Regions from separate parts of the Mus musculus genome. Here region 1 is linked to region 2. The links are chromatin contacts, called in public promoter capture Hi-C maps. All regions are on one chromosome and are shown on one strand. The core of a region is the stretch at or near the end of the contact, and the rest is flanking DNA. Distances in the headings are between cores, read along the strand shown.

Region 1 (6,707 bases), core at 1,380-3,879, 66 kb before region 2:
CAAATGTTATAAATTCGACAGTTCAGAGGCCTGACAGCGAGGGCAACACTGTGGAGATCTCGGGCAACTGCATCACAGGACGCCGGCAGGCATTCAGGAATCGGTTCTCACTCGGCCCGCAGTAACTGTCTGTCTGTAGTGTGGACAGGTAGAGTGCCCAGCCCCCTCCAAACACACAGAACAAAGCATCGCATACTAATTTAACACCACAGCCATCAGAGCCACTTACATACATTTTTCAAAACTCTCTTGAAAGACTAAATAGTTCACAATTATAATTTATGCAACTTCCATCCATATTAAAATAATTAATGTAAATACTTTATTATAAAACTATTTTACAATTTAAACTTTTATTTGAGAAATGTATTCACACCCACAAGTCCTTTCCATGAGTGCATCCCATAAGGAACACACTCAAATCATGTTGGGGGGGCTAAGAGGGGGCGGCTAGCATCACCACCAGTTCAAACCACCTCCTCATTTGCTCATTTCTTAAATATCCGTGTGTTCACATATGCATGGTTAGTGACAGATGCCTCTTCCCCAAAGTGGCAAATCTCAGCATCATTTTTAAAGACAGGACAGACCGGGAAACACCCACCACAGGTTGCTTACATCACGAACATGTTGATCATGGCATCAAGGAGCACAAAGTAACACAAAGTGGCCAGCAGTTGGGAAACTGTAAACGAGAAGAACTGGATGCTCACCCCTTCCCTGAGAAGCAGGGGGAAGAATCACTTCCTGTTTTATTCAGACAAAACCTACTTGTCGAAAAGGCAGGATGCTGGCTTCCGAAATGTTTGAAACAGCTGTAGATCAGAGACTTTACTAAGCTGAAGTGTGCCCAAAGCTTCGAATACTCAAGTTTCCCAATTCCTCATATATAGGCTGATACCATCTCAAACTGCCTCTTAAGAGCCAAAATAGTGTTCAGCAGATGGGCTTGAGAGTTCCTGAATCACACCCAGATAACAAGTCAATATTGTAAGAAAAACAGTCAAACTGAAAGTTTTCTAATAATTATCACTTAAAATTCACTCCCACAAAATGAGAGAAACAAAAATAGGTATAGCCAGTCCACACCTGGGCAGAGAATGTGTCGTTCTTGCAGGTCTGAGAACACCTGCAGCCTCCCAGAGAAAACCCCTAAAAGGCACGTTAACCAGACCCACTCTGGTTAATGACCCATTCCTTTCCGGCTCACATTTGAGCGTGGGCATTTGCAAACTACATTTGGACTGTAAAAGTTCCTCCACATTACAGAAAATGGTTCTTGGATTTTGCAGTTTGATTTGTAAACCTCAAGGAAAAAAGAGGTGAAAAGGAAAAAAAGGTCAGGTCGTGACTCAAAGCTTGTCTAAAAAGGACAAGCTGTTCAGTTATTTTATCACATCAGCGGGTCAAAGGGCAAGCAAGCACAGCAAAAAGATTTGCAAATTTAATTTCAGTTTTGAAAACACTTTAACGACAGCTTTGAAAAAGGTGGTAGTGGTAAAATAAACATGACACTTATAAATATCTTTTTTTTCAAGGAAAAGTTGCCTGCCTGTTGCTCCGAGTGAAATTAACTAGGACCTCTCTGTTAGACACCACGGGAGTGAGACCTAAGCAGGGTTCCTCCAGTGCACTGGGCACAACGTTCTGTTGTGAGACCTAAGCAGGGTTCCTCCAGTGCACTGGGCACAGCGTTCTGTTGTGAGACCTAAGCAGGGTTCCTCCAGTGCACTGGGCACAGCGTTCTGTGGATGCTTAACCAAATTCTGAGAGATAATGTTTATGCTAAGGCTTAAAAAGTCAATGGGGATACATTTTAAAGAATGGATTTTCTAAAATGGAAGACTCTCAAAAATTAAAGAAGAGATAAAACAAAGTTTCCACCATTCACCTCTCGGGAGCCTCACTGGTAATAAAAAGAGGGTGTTTTATGACAGCTTTCACAACATAGTAAATGAAGACTTTTCCATAAATGAAATTCTTTAAAACAAAAGAAAGAAAAGGGTAATATGTTCTTTACAAATATCTCTCTTCTCTTGACCCTAGGGAGGAAAATTTGTGCTGTTAGCTGCTGCCGGCCACCTGACACTCCCCTTCCCATGATGCTCAGCACAGAGCAGACAGGACCGGGAGGGAGCCCTGCTGGCTTAAGCACCTTTCTTTCATTCGCTGCGCTGCACTCTGCCTTTAATATAGAACCCACAGAGCCTCGTTTCCGTGTAAAATCTTCTCCAGTTTTAGGGACCTTTCTAGATCTTAGGATGGTCTGATAAAGTCATAGTTTAGGGTCGGCTCACTGGCAAGGTTGGGTGGACAGATTTCATGGTGACTGGCTACAGAAAGCTATGTGACCTCTAAATGACTGCGTAATGATTTGCGAGTGTTACAGCTGTTTGCTCCGTGTTCCACACACTCCCTGCTCGACATTCCTTTTTCTTTATTCTTCATAGTTTTCTAATGAACAAATTAGTATTCCTGAGTAAGAATATAAAAAAGTTAACCATCTACCAAAAGTATAAAGACAAATAAAACGCTGACTCACAATACAAATTTTTTACAGAGCAGTACAGGTGCTCGGCTAACGCCTGCAGCTCTCCATGGTGATTGGCCCGCTCCTTCACAGACTGCAGCAAGACTCAACTGTCTAAAATACTCCGAAGCACGGCAATTAGATGCTTCAGACCGTAAACATACCCCTCATCGACTGTGTTGCTAGGGAACACGTGAGCAAAGTCTATCATCCGTACTTCCGCTTCCGGGATCTCCGGACGACCCGCGGGAAGGTGGTAGAACACCTTTTCCAGTTGGGCAAGCACGTTTCCGTTTAAGTGTTCCTGGGACATGCTTCTCCACCCGTTGTCTTGCTCCAGCGTTTCGACTTTCAGGGAAGTCTGACTCTGGTGCTTTTTTGCATACAGCTTTCTGTGCCTCGAGTACGCCTTCGATAAGCTCTTGCCCACCGACATCCCGTTGGGCGGGGCGCCGAACAGGTGGAAGTTGTTATTGCACTCCAGGCCGTCCGCATCCGTCAGGGGTCCTTTGGAGAGAAACCTCCCCGCCAAAGTTCTATCGTTTGCTTTTGTAGTAGCTGGCTGAGATGAACCTTCATAAACAAACAGTAAAGAACTTGCGTAAAAGTTAAGCTGCTTCTGATTTTCAAACCACTGGAGAATCTTCTCTACCTTCTGAATACTGGCGGCAATCGCATCTTTTCTTAAACAGAAGCCATTGTGGAAAAACTTGGAGACGCCTGTAACGAAATACATCAGAGTCGGGGTTAAACTGTGCAGCCCAGTCACTTATAGAGTGTGCTCACAGCAGGTGAAATCCTTCACTTTGGCCAGGTGATGGTGGCTCACACCATTAATCCCAGCATTCAGGAGGCAGAGGCAGGTGGACCTGAGTTTGGGGCCAGCCTGGTCTACAGAGTGAATTCCAGGACAGAAAGGGCTACATACAGAAACCCTGTCTCGAAAAAAACCAAGATAATAATAATAATAACAACAACAACAACAACAACAACAATAATAATAATAATAATAATAATTAATAAAAAACCCACCTTACTATTTAACCACACTTGGGAATCTACAGCTTAGGCAAATTACTCTTATGTAACTCAATCAACAGGGCAATGCAAGTCCAAACTGCTTTTGAAATTTTATCTTACAGAATGGCCAAGATCAATAAAACAGGTGACAGCTCGTGCTGGAGAGGACGCGGAGTAAGGGCACTCACTCTCTTCCATTGCTGGTGGGAGTGCAAACTTGTACAACCGCTATGGAAATCAGTGTGGGGTTGCCTCAGGAAGCTGGAATAGCTCTACCTTAAGATTCAGCTAGCCCACTCTTGGGCATCTACCCAAAGGATGCTTCATCCCACTGCAGAGACGACACTGGCTCAGTCGTGTTCACTGCTGCTCTATTTATAATAGCCAGAGATTGGGAGCAACCTAGGGATGTGTCGGCAGATGAATGAATAGAGGAAATGTGGTACATTTACAAAACTGAGTACTACTCAGCTGTTGGAAGGAAGGAAGGAAGGAAGGAAAGAAGGAAGGAAGGAAGGAAGGAAGGAAGGAATTGTGAAATTCACAGGTAAATGGATGGAGTTAGGAAGAAAAAATATCATCTCAGTGAGATTATCCAGACCCCCCCAAAAAAAAAACCAAATACAGTATGCATTCATTTATATGTGAATGTCAATCTTCAATAGACAGGCTACAATCCATACAACCACAGGTTAGGGCTATAGTAAGGGACCAAAGGAAAGGGTTAATCCCCCTAGGGAGGAGAAATAGAATTGTTATTGGGGAGGCAGGGGTTGGATGAGAGTGGCCTCCACAGGCTCACAGACTTGAATGCTTGGTCACCAGGGAGTGGCACTAATTGAAAGGATTAGGAGGTGTGACCTTGCTGGAGTAGGTATGGCCTTGTTAGAGTGTGTCACTGGGGAGTAGGCTGAGGTTTCAAGCACCCAAGCCAGGCACAGTGGCTCTCTCTTCATGCTGCCTTCAGGTCTGGATGTAGAACTCTCAGCTACCATGTCCGCCTGCACACTCCATGTTCCCCACCATGACATTAATGAACTTAACCCTCTGAGACTGTGAGCAAGCCCTGACTAAATGCTTTCCTTTGTAAGAGTCATCGTGGTCATAGCGCCTCTTCACAGCAATAGAGCACCAATAAGACAGGGAGGGACCGTTTGAGAGGTGATATGGAACCTAATACAGTAGAAGCTTCCTAAAATATGTACCTATTATGAAGGTGAGCTAAAGGAAACTGCCAAATAACTGGGAGACAGAGCCCCAGCTGGACATCTCTCATCACCAAAGGAGGCCTCCAGATGAAGGAATGGCTGACATCTAATTGAGTTGTTGGGAACTCCCAAGCAACTCAGGCTGTTGCCAAGACCATTGGCTGCTACGCACAAACTGATAGTCAGGTCCTCTTGCTGAAATACCTACACAGCTTGTTGAACATGAAGAAGTCAGGCTGGTCCTACCTAGAGCCTTCACCCCTGATTCCTAGTGGTTATGGTGCCAGAGGGTACTCTGCACACTTCCAAAGGAGAAAGGTAAACGCCAACCCAGCTACAAACCCTCTGATAGTCAATGGTGGACTAACCAACCAATATCTGATTTGAGGTGAGGCTCACTGTGTGAGGTGGAACCCATTCCCAATACTGCTCAGGTGGCCAAGAACCAGAGACCAGATAGACCAGGAACCTATGAGAAACCAACTGCTACCGATTGGAGCGGTGAAATGATCCGTAATGGCACTGTGCTATACTCATGCACAGGCAGGCGCCTTTGCCCAGCCATCATCAGAGAAGGTTTCTTCTGCAGCAGACAGGAACAAACACAGAGAGCACAGCCAGACAGGGTGCAGAGACTTGAGACACTCAGTCCCAAATGGGATGTCACTATCAAGTAGCTCCTCCCTGGCCTATCAGGGAACTCTGTGGAGAAGGACGGGAGGGGGAGGGGACGAAGGACAGGAGGAAGAGGAGGAGGCAGTGCAAGAGCAGGTGAGGATGAAAGATTCCATGGAAACATGACCTCTTTAACACAGCAGAACCACACACGTGAAAGCGCAGAAACTGCGACAGGACACACAGGGCCAGCCCATCGGGGGGGAAGTGGGCACAGGATCCCATCCCTAACACAGGAGTTCTCTCCAGTTGCTCTCAACAGGGAAATCCATTCTCTCCAGTGGAGCTTCAGTGGATACAGAGGACTCTTAAGACCATGCCCAGCAGTAAACGGCCAACACGAAACAAACTCAGTGGTGTTTCTGGAGGCTCTTTTCTCACGATGCTTTGCCAGCACCTGTTTTTCTCTTCTTTACATTCCTGGTTTCCTGTTTCTATAAGATTTCTGTGTATGTAAATGTGATGGTTGTTTTGTCCTATTTTGGTTGTTTTTATTTTATCTTTTCTGTTGTTGGTGGTGGTGGTTGGGCTTTTTTTTCTTTTTAAGATTTTTTTTTTTAATGTATATGAGTACACTGTCACTGTCTTCAGACATACCAGAAGAGTGCATCGGATCCCATTACAGATGGTCGTGAGCTACCATGTAGCTGCTGGAAATTGAACTCAGATCGTCTGGAAGAGCAGTCAGTGTTCTTAACTGCTGAGCCATCTTTGCAGCCCCCAGTTCTTTGGGGTTTTTTGTTTGTTTGTTTGGTTGGTTGGTTGGTTTGGTTTAGTTTGGTTTGGTTCAAGACAGGGTTTCTCTGTGTTGCCCTGGATGTCCTGGAACTCTCTTTGTAGACCAGGGTGGCCTTTAACTCACAGAAATGCGCCTGCTAGGATTAAAGCTGTGTCCCACCACTATATATATATGTGTGTATATATGTGTATCTATATCTAGATAGATAGATAGATAGATAGATATTTATAGTCCAGTGAGAGGGAAAGAAAGAGAGAAACGAAGGAAGGAAGGAAGGAAGGAAGGAAGGAAGGAAGGAAGGAAGGAAGGAAGGAAGGAAAAAAGAAAGAAAGAAAGAAACAAACAAACAAACAAACAAACAAACTAACTGTGTATGGGAAAATGAAAAGGACCAGGCAGGAATTGGGGGAGAGGAAAGTATAATCAGAATATATTGTATTAAAAAAATCTATTTTCAATTAAAAAAAAAAGAAAGAAGAATAAAGAAATTAAATCATTCCAGGAAACTACAGCCAGGGGGAGGGGGGCTCTCCAT
Region 2 (6,241 bases), core at 1,626-4,125:
TATGGCGGTCAATCTTCTTAGATTCCTGGTATCTCCTGAGAAGCTGGCGCAGGATCCTCACCCTTCTCATCCAGGTCACCTTCTCAGCATCTGAGCATTGGCAATACCCTTCCTCTTCCCTATGCCCATATTCCTGTCCTTCCATCTGGCCAAGGTGTTTTTCTGTCAGCGAGCCCAGGAATGGACAATCACAGGCTTCCGGATGATCAGCCCATCTTTGATCAACTTCCTGATCTGCTGGCGGGAGTTGGCATTGGCGATTTCATTGGTCTTTTTTGGGGTCCAACCAGATCTTCCTTTTCCTACAGTGGAGGGTACTAGAGGCAAGCCTCTTCTGTAGCCTGAGCATACTCATGGCTTTGGACATAGCATCAAAAGGAAAGAGCCTATGAAAAACAGTTTAAGAAAAAATGATAATAATGAAACTCCACATGCAGGATCAAATGAAAGTACCCAAGCTTGTGTTACCTTCACACGCATCCTACACTATGAGAAGCATTCCCAGGAACGTCCTTATGGGCAGAACATGCCCTCTGCTCTTCTGATGTTCCGAAGGATAATGAATTTGACTTTTCACCCCTCTTGGTAAGAAGCATTTGACTAACACTCTAGTTGTATGTTTCTTCCTCTTACAGCATGTGTTCATTAGTGTGGTAAGTAGGCGGTGTGTGCTACATGAGCAACACTCCCACTTCATGGCCTGTGGAAGGTTGTGTGTGCTAAGCGAGACTCTGCCAGCTGAGCTACATCCCAGTGCCATCTTTTATCTCTCTCCTATTTGAGGGGACTGTTGCAGACAATGCAGAGATATAGGCTCCCACTCATCCCACATTACCTGTGGACAATCTTTCTTCTTCTTCTTCTTCTTCTTCTTCTTCTTCTTCTTCTTCTTCTTCTTCTTCTTCTTCTTCTTCTTCTTCTTCTTCCTCTTCCTCCTCCTCCTCCTCCTCCTTCTTCTTCTTCTTTCCCCTTCTCCTTCTTAAGATTTATTTATCTTATATATTTGAGCACACTGTAGCTGTCTTCAGACATACCAGAAGAGGACATTGAATCCCATTACAGATGGTTATGAGCCACCATGTGGTTGCTGGGATTTGAACTCATGACCTCTGGGAGAGCAGACAATGCCCTTAACCGCTGAGCCATCTCTCCAGCCCAAGGCCCTTCTTAATATGAGTAGAGCTTATCATTTCCTCTCTCATAAGTACCTCCTCACCTGCCTGGTATTTAACACTCTACTTACTGCTTAGTGTTCCCAACTTGTCTCCGTATCCCAGCCCCCATGCCTGCTTACCTGATTCCTCTATGTGACATGTTCTTCCTCACTCTTGTTTTGTGATGCCAGATAGTGAACTTGGGGCCTTGTGAGTGCTAAGAAAGCTGAGCTAGACCTCCGGTCCAGGATGACTTTCCTTTTATATGTATTTTCTCAGTAAGTCTTTCTGCCTTTACACTCAAGCTTTCTGAGTAATTTTAATTGGCTGTGCGCTGTGTATGAAGTATATCATATAAATATAACTTGTGGCAGGACATGGTTAGTCCCAGTACCCCAGAAGCAGAGATAAGATCACTGAGTTCCAGGCCAGTCTGGTCTATGTAGCAAGTTCCAGGCTAGCCTGAGCTATACAGTGAGACCTGATCTCAGATAGATAGATGGATAGATAGATAGATAGATAGATAGATAGATAGATAATGTTATTTGCTTATAATCCAACTATTCTTCCTTTTAATATATCTTACTGTGTTTGGACTAGCACCAGACAAGTCTCTGTCCCATAATTTTAAATTATTTCTTTTTCTTTTTCTTTTCTTTTTTTTTTTTTTTTTTTGGTTTTTCGAGACAGGGTTTCTCTGTATAGCCCTGGCTGTCCTGGAACTCACTTTGTAGACCAGGCTGGCCTCGAACTTAGAAATCTGCCTGCCTCTGCCTCCCGAGTGCTGGGATTAAAGGCATGCGCCACCACGCCCGGCTTAAATTATTTCTTATTATTAGTTTCTTTTTTAAAATGATGCTTGGGCTGGTGAGATGGCTCAGTTGGTAAGAGCACCCGACTGCTCTTCCGAAGGTCCAAAGTTCAAATCCCAGCAACCACATGGTGGCTCACAACCACCCGTAATGAGATCTGATGCCCTCTTCTGGTGCGTCTGAAGACAGCTACAGTGTACTTACATATAATAAATAAATAAATCTTAAAAAAAAAAAATGATGCTTCACTCTGTGTGTCATGTTCTGGTTCGTTTGGGAGTTTCTTTTGTTGAATTTAAAAGCTTGCAACTTTAGATGTGTTTTGGTTTTTTTTTTTTTTTTAATGAGAAAGTATATTTAACCCTGTATGTGTTTGGTAGCATCTGCAGATTAACACACAGCAGGAGATGACTGAATGTAGAGAGGGGGAGAAAGAACAGATGGTTGTCGCAGGCTTTCGAAGGGAGTGCACCCTGGGATGCTGCAGAAAGCGCAAGGCTATGATTACCCTCAAACCATGGAGAGTCGCGCCTATGGTTAGACTTAAGTGACAAACAAGAAGTGAGAAATGCAGTGGAGAATTAAAAAACAAACAAACAAACAAGCAAACAACGGGGGAACCTAGAAAGCACCTTAACTCAAAGAGAGTTTAGCATGAAAGTCCAACCTGTCAAAGAAAAAGCTTGAAGTAGAAATTTCTGGTTGTGTCGCATGATCCAGACCCACGGGATGTTTTGCTGAAGCGAGACCGCAGAGAGAACACGTGGCATTTGGAGAGAGTATAAATAGGACTCATATACAGTGATGGGGCGCTTGCATAGCTAGCCGCGCAGTGCCTCTTTGGTGTTGAGTCTTCACTTCACTAAGAGGCACAGCAGAGAACTTCTCCTAGCAACCCTGGCTGGTCCTGGTACCTCCTGCTGACTCGTGGCTACTCGGTGGAGGCCTGGCTGTTTGTGCTGGATCATGCCACCACTGCTAATTCAAGTTTGGTGACATTTTTGAACTGGACTGCTGGTATCCTGACAAAAGGAAATTAGAATTGTCCCCAAAGAACTGTTTCTAGGGGCTGGCGAGATGGCTCAGGGGTTGAGAGAGCCGACTGCTCTTCCGAAGGTCCCAACAACGTGGTGGCTCACAACCATCCATAATGAAATCTGATGCCCTCTTCTGGATTGTCTGGAGACAGCTACAGTGTACTTACATATAATAAATAAATAAATCTTAAAAAAAAAAAAAAAGAACTGTTCCTAAACAGGTCCACATCCTCTTGTCCTATTTACCATCTTTTCTCCCATATCTTTGCATGGTGAGCTAGAAGGGGCAGAGGCCAAACGGTTTGAGAACCCTTATTAAAGTAGGTTTTGAAAAAATCTAAGCCGACAAAAGATAAATCATTCAAAGGATGTTGCTGAAGTGACTGGGTAGCCAACAGAGGAAAAATCTTAGACCCTCTCCTACACAACACTGAAGATTAAATATATCAAAAAAATTGTTCAGTAATGAAGACTTTTCTTTCTTTCTTTCTTTCTTTCTTTCTTTCTTTTTTTTTTCTTTTCTTTTCTTCTTTTTTTTCTAAGACAGGGTTTCTTTGTGTAGCCTTGGCTGTCCTGGAACTCACTCTGTAGACCAAGCTGGCCTCGAACTCAGAAATTCGCCTGCCTCTGCCTCCCAAGTGCTGGGATTAAAAGCATGCACCATCACGCCCAGCGAAGACTTTTTTTTTTTAAGATTATTTACATATTTTATGTATATGAGTACACCATTGCTCTCTTCAGGCATACTAGAAGAGGGCATCAGATCCCATTACAGATGGTTGTGAGCCACCATGTGGTTGCCGGGAATTGAATTTAGGACCTCTGCAAGTGCAGTCAGTGTTCTTAACCACTGAGCCATCTCTCCAGCCCACTAATGAAGAATTTTAAAGCAAGTTCCAGATTCATCCGCCTCCCAAGAGACTCTATAGTTTTGGAAGATTGGATGATATTTTTAGATTTTTAGGTAAAGAGTTTATAACAGTATTTCTACATTAATAACATTCTTGTCTTTGTGGAGGATGATTTTATCTGTTTATCATTATTTCCAGTTGTACCCATTTTCCTGCCACGACATTCTTCTTTTCTTTTTCCAATGTAATATTTTCACCAACTGTTTAGGAATTTCACATCATGTACCTTGATCACACTCATTTCCCAATCCTCTCAGGTCTGTCCCCCAAATCTTATGACACACTCCCCCCAAAAAAGAAGAAACAGTAAGTCCAATTCACATTCCCCATATACTCTCTGGAGAATGGTCAGACTCCTTGGTGGCCAGTCCTTTAAAGAACACTGAGTCCTTCCCGACCTGCACCCCTGCCAGAAGCCATCCATCATGGAGACTAAGCTTCAGCATCCTTATCTCAGTTTTTATGAGTTGTCTTTGATGACTTTCTGTCTAGACCGTTAACTTTTTTTTTTTAAAGAAGGGATCAGGGTTGTCACAGAAGTTTCTATGTCGCCCTTTCTCAACTGAGTCTACAGCCATCTGAACCACTGCAAAGGTAGCTCCCTTGCCCTTTAGAGTCATCAGGGGCGTGATAAAGGGCTTCTACGTGGTCTCCAGCCCCAGCACGTGCCACAGACCTCAGTGTGGTCTCCAGTGGCTGTATCATCCACGGACATCAACACGGCCCTCTGCCATGCTATCATAGCCCTTGGCAGCAGCACAGACCAAGGACATCTGACTGGCCCTATGTATAACATTTTTATTTCATTCATTCATTCACTTTTGAGACAGCCAGTGTTTCTCTGGAACTGATTTCTGCTGGCTGTCCTGGAACTCACTCTCTACACCAGACTGGCTTCAAACTCAGAGATCCATCTTCTTCTGCCTCCCAATTGCCAGGATTAAAGGTATGCACCACTACCTCCAGGTCAGCATTTTTATTTTAAAAATTTATTTATTATTATATGTAAGTATACTGTAGCTGTCTTCAAATGCACCAGAAGAGAGCATCAGATCTCATTACAGATGGTTGTGAGTCACCATGTGGTTGCTGGCAATTGAACTCAGGACCTCTGGAAAAGCAGTCAGTGCTCTTAACCACTGAGCCATCTCTCCAGCCCTTTATTTTAAAATGCTACACTGCTTAGAAAAATAGAAGTCTGCAGAAAAAATCACAGACATACAAATATTCCTTTCAATACTTTATATTGATGAAATTTTTTATTTAATAAAAAACTCATAACATTTAGACGAACAGAACTCTGTAGAAATTCAAGGATTGGGTATAATTCTATTTCTTTCTTGTCTCATCTCCAGAGTATCAGGATTGTAGATGTCCAAAAGGCGCCTGTCACCTTATATATGGTGGTGTGAGGCAGGCAGATCACTGGAAACAGGAGAGTTGAATCTCTGCCTAGATCATTATGGAGCCTTCTCCACAAATCTCCCATCAGGCTCACTGTGAGTCCCTACACTCAGAAGTACCGGTGAGGGTTCACTGTGAGCAGTTGTCACTATGGAGGAGGACTCAGACCCAGAGTTTCATATGGCAACAGGCTGGACAAGAACACCTCTAGCAGGACTAGAGGAAATTCTGCATATTAAACAAGGAGACCTGCACTCTTTCCTTCTGTTTTCTTCCCTTACCAATTCCCTCCTCACCCTGTCCCAACATAAAAATCAAAGAAAATGTTGACATACACAGAGATCCCTAAAGTATACCCACCCATGACTTCAAACTGAGGCCAAAGAGCCAACGACTACAGACTCCTGAGGCAAACATCTGGTATGGAAATGAGAAGCGAACGAACAACAGAAGAAATTTGAAGATTTTAGCTTCAGTCCAAGCATTATGACAGAGAGTCTGGGGACTGTAGCCCAGTGAGAGACCATTACTTCTTGCTACAGCCCTGAGTTCTATTCCCAGCACTGGACAAACAAGCAAAGAGTAACCTTCTGTGGTGAAATCACTTACCTCATCATAGTCATTAAATTATTAACCTCACAACTGGAGAGAACCAGAGGTCCCAAGTTCAATTCTCTACAACCACAGCCATCTGTACTTACATACATAAAGTAGATAAATAAAATTGATAACCTTGATTTTTACAAATACTGGAGATCTGGGAAAGGTCTGCCCCATTTTGTGCTTACAAACATGTAATATTACCTGCCGATTATAACTAGACACAGACAAATCCTAGAGCTCTTAGTCAGTATGTGTGTGTGTGTGTGTGTGTGTGTGTGTGTGTGTGTGTGTGTGTGTACATGCACACACGCATACACTTA

What was found. Capture Hi-C pulls out chosen DNA fragments and counts their contacts.
Region 1: a contact with region 2 is called in a promoter capture Hi-C map of pancreatic islet. The contact joins two enhancer-like sites. A contact is called at or near these places in 3 of 15 datasets of contacts at CTCF or cohesin (the NIH/3T3 cell line, large pre-B cells and pro-B cells), 83 of 484 Hi-C or Micro-C datasets (the 3T3-L1 cell line, 3T3-L1-derived adipocytes, the 4T1 cell line and 54 more), 10 of 115 datasets of contacts at active chromatin or transcription factors (the 230-238 cell line, CD8 T cells, double positive thymocytes and 6 more) and 4 of 9 other capture datasets (adipose tissue, embryonic tail, liver and 1 more).

Annotation. Positions count from the first base shown.
Region 1 is chr10:71,377,748-71,384,454 of GRCm38.p6, reverse strand. It overlaps Ipmk (inositol polyphosphate multikinase), which reads right to left. Exons shown (of 6, transcript NM_027184.2): 6 at 1-3,250. The coding sequence ends at 2,637. Among named protein-coding and RNA genes, the nearest start is that of Ipmk, 33 kb to the right of the region's middle. Within about 2 kb of position 2,629, at least 26 of the 459 cell types and tissues checked have an H3K27ac peak or open chromatin away from gene starts, as enhancers often do. A contact at or near this core is called in pancreatic islet, where this site is marked.
Region 2 is chr10:71,312,880-71,319,120 of GRCm38.p6, reverse strand. Gm20609 (predicted gene 20609) reads right to left here. Exons shown (of 4, transcript NR_152791.1): 4 at 5,144-6,241. It also overlaps the pseudogene Rpl19-ps2. Among named protein-coding and RNA genes, the nearest start is that of Gm20609, 5.3 kb to the right of the region's middle. Within about 2 kb of position 2,875, at least 2 of the 459 cell types and tissues checked have an H3K27ac peak or open chromatin away from gene starts, as enhancers often do. A contact at or near this core is called in pancreatic islet, where this site is marked.